2 separate regions of the Gossypium hirsutum genome follow, and region 2 is linked to region 1. A link is a contact called in public Hi-C data. All regions are on one chromosome and are shown on one strand. The core of a region is the stretch at or near the end of the contact, and the rest is flanking DNA. Distances in the headings are between cores, read along the strand shown. Region 1 holds the start of LOC107921221 (thaumatin-like protein 1b). Region 2 holds the start of LOC121213599.

Region 1 (3,943 bases), core at 635-3,134:
AGCCATTGTAAAAGAGGCTGCAGGGACAGTAGATTGCAGTTGGAGCAGACCTGATAGTGATGCCCCATTTGCATGTAGGCTGGATATGTATATCATACTCTTATTTACAAGCGGTAGCAGCGCTCCATCCTTCCTTGCACCAAACACTTTCTGACTGCAAAAATTATCCATCAAACACTAATCAATACTTGGTCTACAAAATGGCTGCCATACGACATATGAAAAAAGACAAACCATCCATGTAAGATCCAGTTATAGCACATGAACAACAACTAGAAGGCCTCCAAGATCCAGCTGTATCAAGGTTCCTTTTTCCCAAATACAAACACTATGCACTACTCTTTTATTTTTCTTTTCGTTCTGTTTTTTTCATAAATTTTAACCAGACAATCATTGAATCTCCGATGTATAATGGCATTGAATTTAATAATCTGGAAAAAGAAACAACTTTTTAAAACCCATTATGTTTAAGAAGCATCGCAAAGTCACCGCTCTGCACTTCATCCACAAAATACGCCGAATTTTCTGGAACATGACAGCGTGGCACTCATGAAGTCGACAAGTAACAATTACAAAGCAAGCAAACTTAACTAAAACATTAAAGATGGGGAATGTTGATTGGTTGGTGAAATTCACCTGGTATAAGGAGGAGGGCAGAACATGATGACGTAATCAGCGCCGGCACACGTGTACGTACTCGTGGTATCGTCGTACGCATAGCTATACGCGCGTGGGCAAGCATGCTTGAAAAACAACGAGTATCTGGATGGCCGACAAACGTTAGGCGTTCCGAACGGCCCGCTGCAACAGTATTCGGGATCTCCGAACGCTTCACACGCGCTCCTACACCCCACGCCTCCACCACCATTTTGACGCGCAACGCGTAACTCAGATGGACAAGCACCGTTGAGGTCCAATAAGCAACCTGTGGCGCTACAATTCCCGCCTTTACCTCCCTTGACCACTATCAACATCGGCAAATTGTAGCCGTCCACTAAGCTGACGTCGTAAAAGTCTAATCCTCCGGCACCATTTAACGTAAATTCCGCGAGAGTGGCTGGCGGCTTGGCGCCATTTCCGGAACATTCAATTTGGCCGGAGCCGCAATCGCCGCTTTGACAAACGAATTTACGGGAGGAATCGACGCCGCAAAGGGTTCGACCCCAGAGTCGACCGGACCAAGACTTTGGTATTGTCACTGTTCTTGATTTGCCGGGTTTTAGAACGAAGCCGGTTGTTGTAAGATGAGCAGTGTTGGCGCCAGATAAAAAACCCGGCCATATCGTGTGGCGGCACTTGTTGACGATCTTGAAAGAAGCTGGATTCACTTCTGCGATTGAAAACAAGGGTCTGTGTCAGTGATTGCAGAGCAAAGAAAAAAAAATGGAGTCTTTGAAGGTTTTATTTACCTGAGAAGAAGGAGATGAAGAGGAGCAAAACAAAGGTGGAAGAGAGATGACGACGATCCATTGTTGATGACTTAAAGATTAAAAAATGGAGTTTGAAGTTAAACAATTGCCAAAAAACACTAGAGAACTTTACTTTTTCTTGGAGGACATAGCAGGGAGAGTGGGACTTCCAGAATGTGTTTGTGGGGTTTTTGCCTTTAGGCTTTTGGTTTTGGTTTAGGGTTATTTTGTTAAATACTCAAATCTCGAAGTTTTTGTCTTTGTTGTTCCGGGCATTTTCACGTTCCTTTCTTTTCAAGCAAAGGTATATATGTACAGAAAACTGTATTTTATTGGCCTTCTTTATGCTAACTTTTTTTCGCTGAAGCATTGATATAATCTGGTTTGTGATGGTTTAACACTTGAAATGCCTGCCTTTGACCAAATAAACAAGCAAGCAAACCCTGTTCTTGTTTGGAATGTTCAATTGGCTGGTGAAGAGTTCAGTGCCCTGTTTTGGCAACGAATGCTTGATGTAAACTTATCGTAAACTCAAGCTTAAGCATACAAATATAGTGGAGATTCCTAAAGTGAAAGCTCAAAATGGAGAGTTACAAGGTAAAAATGTTTCAAAATTTCAACCGGAAATGATGATATTTATGTGTCGAAATGGACCAAATAAAGAAGGAAACGAGTTTCTTAACCCACAAGGTAACAGGTGTTGCATATGAGTATCAGTACTCACAAGCAGAAGTGGATCTGCAACAAAAGAGGTATAACACTCGCGAGTGGAAGTGAGCCAATTGTTTCTAATCTATTTCGATTCTCAGGTCACGATGCTTGCCATATAGACCTCAACCAAATCAACCGCCGAGGCCCTTTAATTGTCATGAATGCAATTGCGTTTTTATCGTCTTTGAGAACATTGACAGACTTTGTAAACTCAGCATCATCCAGTTCTTCAGCATCATCCAGTTCTTCTAAATGCTGCAACTCTTCCAGGCACTTATGATACAATGTTCTCTCGTTTGATGCATCTCTTTGTAAAGCTCTCATCTTGACAGCTGAAAACATCTCGTATATGGCGTTCTCTATCGGCTCACCAGCATCATAGCAGACCTTTTTCTTATGAGCTGAAGCTCTTGGAGCCACAGACTTTCGTTTCTTAGGTTGTTTGTCACTTATTCGAATTATCGAATCAGAATCAAGGGTACCCTCAACCACTTGTGTCGGTACATTAGTTGGCTCTGAAGATCGAACTGTCTCTGTGTTGCTATTCCCCTCTTCAGTTATAATTGGAGCCGTGTTCGGCATGGATTTGCCGGTAGTTCTTTCGCCTGCTCCGCAAGTTAAAGAAGATTGTTTTAGAAAGCAACTATGGGCAAATAGTCATAATCTAATAAAGTAATATTACCTTCAAATATGATAGACATTTGTTTATAGAGAGGAAAGCTCTTGCGTCGGAAGGGTCTTGCTTCACTTCGTACCGCGATATAGTTGTCCCAAACTTTGTCATCAGCAACCACCATTTGTCGAGTTTCATCCCAACCAAATCCATTATGTCCGAGTAGGGTTTTAACAACGCCATAATCTTTTTTCATCACATTGTAACGGTTTTTTATTTGGTTTTCTTCCAAATTCATGCCGAACTTGTTGTTAAAATCACGCGTAACAGACCGAATAACATCGTTCTTGAATTCATTATATGCAGTTCGTCCACAATTGTGCTGCTCGATGAAAAGCTCAACCAGAAATGCATCCCGAGACGGAGTCCATTCTGCTTTGGCCCTACATACAACTCCTTCCTGTGTTGCTGACATCTGTATGAAGAAATAGTAATATAAACCATTGACTCAAAGAATTGAGCTGTATACTGATTACTGAGGCATGCTTTGAATCAAGTCTGATTTGGAAATAGTTCATTAGGATTTCAAATGACCTCATCTAAAAAATTTGTGTATTTTACCAAGCACATGATTACAATATCTGTTATATGAATATTCAAGGGCTAAAATCCGTATAGACAAAGATTAGTAACAAAACTGAAAACAATGTTCCAGCATCAAGCTCATCAAAACTAAACCCTGGTTTGATACTTTGTGTGTATCAATGCAGTGAAAACCACAGATTACAACCCTTGATTAAATTTTTCATATACGACCAATAGCTTAATCACAACCACCAATTGTTCAAAAGAGTGACAACTCTTTAAAAGAAAACAAAGAACTTTGTGAGAGACTGACAGCGCTCTGTTTCCCTTCAACAAACAGCAAGCAATAGAATTGAAGTAGAAACCAAATTGCTAATGAATATACACAGAAAGCTTTCTATCAGTCAGTTGGATATCAGAAAAAGGAATTCAGAAATGTTTAAAATGCAAAAAGAAAAGAAGCATATTGGCTCTTTGGTTTTCTTGGCACATTTTCTGAGGAAACAAACAGAGAATAATGGTAGGTTTCTTTTGACAGTACCTTTGATGAAAGCAGTCAGGGACAAGAACTGGAAGTTGGCATAATAAGGAAGTTTAAGAACGACGAAAGAAGCGGTGAAATGGG
Region 2 (3,943 bases), core at 449-2,948, 330 kb before region 1:
TTTCTTATTGTTGAATCCACCACAAACACCAGCAGGAAAGAAGCTACAAGCTTTTAAAGGAACTCTTACAGGTTGAATACAAGGGAGAGATGAAATCGCCATTGAAGCTTCAAATGTAAATCTCAGCTATGATTGCAGTTGTGTCAAGCTGAAAATAAAAATGGTAAAAAAATATTACTAACAAACAAAAAAAACCAGAAGAATGTCGTTAGTTTTAGTGAAAACGATGGTGAACCTCTGTAAAAAGATAAAACTTGATTTTTCATATATAGTTGCTCCCTTGTTTGAACCACAACAAGAAGGTAAACCTAACTAAGGTTGAGATTGAATATAAAGCCACACAGTTTGTAGTTTATATTGCTTCAAGGGATGAGTCATATGGGAATGAATCAAAATTCAAATTTTTTTCAGAGAACAGAATGAGGTGTAAAATGTTAGCAAATAAAAAACCTTTCTTGTATAAGGATGTCAGGCAATGGAGAAGCACCAACACGGATTTTCCCCTCTCGTACTGGTGTCCTACAGAATACGAACTGTCAAGACACCATTGTCCGAAAATGGACACGGATGACTGGCGGCCGGCGAGCGGATGAAGAAGAAGAGGCATTCTGCTGATGAGTGATGAAGAAGAAGCAGTTGTGGCGGCTGAAAGGAAGGAAAAAGTTATAGAATCAGATCAGAGAAAAACTCACTTGGTGTGGCCGGTCCTCCAGTTTTTTTTGCAGCTACCTTCAGGAACAAAAGATTTGCTGGCAGCTTCTGTTTCATGTTGGGAGGGAGAGGGTGGAGGTGGCTTTCGGGTTGGGAGGGTAAAACAGGGCAGATGAAATCGAGAGCTGTAATGGGGAAGCAAAACTGAGCTTTTGGAAGGGAATAGAAAGCAGCAGATTTTAAGAATAGGGGCGTAATGTAATAAGCCCATAATAGGGCATTACACCCAACCAAACGACGGAATAGGTGGGGCCCATGGAATAGGGCTGTAATGGCATACCCATTACACCGAACCAAACAGCACGTTAAGCTGCCAAGGTTTATTGCAAAAGGGCTCCTGCTGGCAAGTTGGTTCGGGGGAAAGCATTTTAATCTCGGAGCATGCATGGATTCCAGGTTCAGTTAATTACAAATTATGTGATGACATGCAAAATAATGTTGTTTCCTTTATGGCGTAACTTATTGATAATATTACGAGGGATTGGAATAAGGAGATTGTGTTCAATACCTTCTCGTCTGGGGATGCAAAACGAATTCTACGGATACTATTGGCCAAGGTCCAACATGATGACTTTGTGGTGTGGCGGGGTGAACACTCGGGGAAGTTCTCGATCCGGAGTGCCTATAAACTATTACAAGTAGGTATTTTTGGGACTAATTTTAATGATTTACTGACCATTTCTAATGCTTTTTATAGGAAGCTCTACAGCCTTAAACTTCCCACTAAGATTAAGATTACAATCTGCAAAATTGCTAACAATTATATCCCTACATTTACAAATCTGAACCTTCAAACCTTGGTGATTAATACTGTCTGCCCTCGATGTACGGAGGGTACGGAAAATTGGGACCATGATTTTTGAAATTGCCTTGTATTACAAGTATGGTCACAATTAGGCCTTCGTTGGGTTTTAAACAGAGCAGATTTGGGCGGGTTTGAATAGCTTACCTAGGTGTTTAGGGAGAGTAATCATCATACTAGTAGGATGTTTGGAGGGGCACTATGGGCAATCTGGTTAGATAGAAACAAAACAGTTAATGAGAAACAGACAAAAACTGGACGGAAGATCGCAAATGATTTACTTTGCTGCTTAGTGGAAATTGATAAATCAGAGTTAGATGGGCCTACTAGAATGAGTGCGAATGATCAGTGGATTCCCACACATGGTGAACTTATCGAAGTTAATTTTGATGAGGCTTTTGACAAAGATTGTCTTCAATCTTGCTCTAGAAGAGTGGCAAGAAACGCTGGCGGTTGGGTTCTGGTCTCACGAACAATACTTCATGAAAATGTTGCGTCCGCTTTCGCTGTAGAGGCCCTTGCATGTTCTTGGGCAGTACAAACAAGTATGGAAAAGGGCTGGTCAGATCTTATCTTTGAAGGGGACTCGTTATCAGTTGTTAATAAATGTCGAATAAATTCCCTTAATAAGTCGGAAATTGGTGCTTATATAAGGAATATTCAACAAATTTCGAAAAAATTCCGGTGGGTTCGATTTCAACATGTGAACAGGAAAGCCAATCAACTTTCTCATATACTAACGGCATAATGTTTAAGAAGGAAGGAGCAAACTTACATGGAAGGTGGGGTTTCCAGATCTGGCAGACGGAGAATGGAAGATGACTAGCCGCGCGAACCAGATTGAAAGAGCTCTTGTGTTTAGGGGATGAAAGAATCGGGAACGATGGAAAAGAAATGGAAGAGGGTTTTTGGTTCTCTTGGAAGATGCAACCGCCTGGTCTTGAAATGTGGAAATGAATTGTTGGGCTTTTTTCATCATTGAATGTGGCTGGTCAGTCTTTTGGTCTGCTTTATTTATTTTACCTTAATTTGTTTTAGGACTGGTTGGTTTTGGGCATTGTGTTGTTGGGTCGGGTCATTTATGCTTTCTTTTTTGCTTTTAAGCCCGTGGATTTTGGGTCTTATTCAGTTTTGTTTTTTCTTTTGTATATTAATAAAATCTAGCCCATTTATTGATTAAAAAATTAATTTAATATACTTTTATTAATACATACACATGTTTATTTAAAATTATTTTTAATTTCCATTTAAAAATATTTGGGATAGTTTGTGTTTAAAAAATAAAATATATTGATTAAATAATTGTTGGGATAATTTCTGTTTTTAAAAAATAAAGTATATTGATAAAAAAAATTATTGTTAAATTTTGTGCAATTTTTTATATCCGATAGAAATTAAATTTTATACTTGTGAAAATTTGATCAATTTTTTAAATAGATAAGAAATTTTAAATTTTATACTTAAATTTTAGGCCATCAATGTGGCAAGAAATTGGCATTTCCATCTCAGTTGGGAGTTTGAGACCTTGTATATATATATATATATATAATATCAGAGGTGTTTCTGGGCTGAGTTAAGACACGTTGAGATTGAATTTAAGCATGATATTAACACACTTTATGTTTACTAAACCCCTCATATTTGTAATTATTTAATCTAAACTCATTTCAGGTTCATCCATATTTTTTTTATAAAATTTAAAAAATATGTTTATATTATTTTTTTAATTTAATATATATGTTTATTTATTAAAATTTTATATACAATCATCTTAATAGTTTTTAATGTTTCCATTAAAGTAGTTTTATAAAAATAACATAAAATAAAACATTAAACATGTCTAATTTTTTTTCAAGCCCATTTTTCAAGTTTATTTTTTTATCCAAATCCCATCAAATCAGGGGAGCCTTCAGACTTGAGCGATTAATTTGGTCCATAAATAAGTTTATTCTATATGTGATATATTTAATTTTTAAAAATTATTTTGTTATTGAAAAATATAATTTTGAACTCACTTCTAAATAGATATTTTTAAAAAACAAAAAAATAGAGAAGTAAGATGGAGCAATCCTTGCATAACTAATTTTATATTTACTTAGCAGACAGATGAATAACCTGGTTTATTGATGATTTAATTTGTGATTATGGCGCATTAAACTTTGAACATCAAATAATTAAAAAAGAACCACTAACATGATGTAGCGCTAACAGGGGGAACCTGACATGATGTAGCAGCTTATTTTTATCCACTTACCTATTCAATATGCACCAACCATAACTCACCAATATTCCTTCAACCCTGCAACCATATAACCCTTTCAATGGAAAATTAAATTATTTTACCTAATCAGTAACCCTCCATTACAAAAATTCTAATTTGTTCAACTTCCGAATATTAAAAAGGTAAGAAAATTATTTAAATTTTTTTTA

What was found. A called contact is a pair of places that touch in the nucleus more often than the background predicts.
Region 2: a contact with region 1 is called in a Hi-C map of leaf, with 1.7 times the contacts expected there. The contact joins the promoter of LOC121213599 here to the promoter of LOC107921221 in region 1. A contact is called at or near these places in 2 of 34 Hi-C or Micro-C datasets (both in leaf).

Annotation. Positions count from the first base shown.
Region 1 is chrD01:54,669,014-54,672,956 of Gossypium_hirsutum_v2.1, reverse strand. LOC107921221 (thaumatin-like protein 1b) reads right to left here and starts at 1,884. Exons shown (of 4, transcript XM_041087431.1): 1 at 1,410-1,884; 2 at 637-1,330; 3 at 51-154. The coding sequence starts at 1,470. It overlaps LOC107921222, which reads right to left. Exons shown (of 3, transcript XM_016851102.2): 1 at 3,860-3,943; 2 at 2,803-3,208; 3 at 1,993-2,725. The coding sequence starts at 3,208. The coding sequence ends at 2,220.
Region 2 is chrD01:54,994,867-54,998,809 of Gossypium_hirsutum_v2.1, reverse strand. It overlaps LOC121213599, which reads left to right and starts at 1,698. Exons shown (of 1, transcript XM_041086395.1): 1 at 1,698-2,261. The coding sequence starts at 1,698. The coding sequence ends at 2,261. LOC107922436 (histidine biosynthesis bifunctional protein hisIE, chloroplastic) reads right to left here and starts at 2,498. Exons shown (of 6, transcript XM_041087435.1): 1 at 2,289-2,498; 2 at 1-148. The coding sequence starts at 102.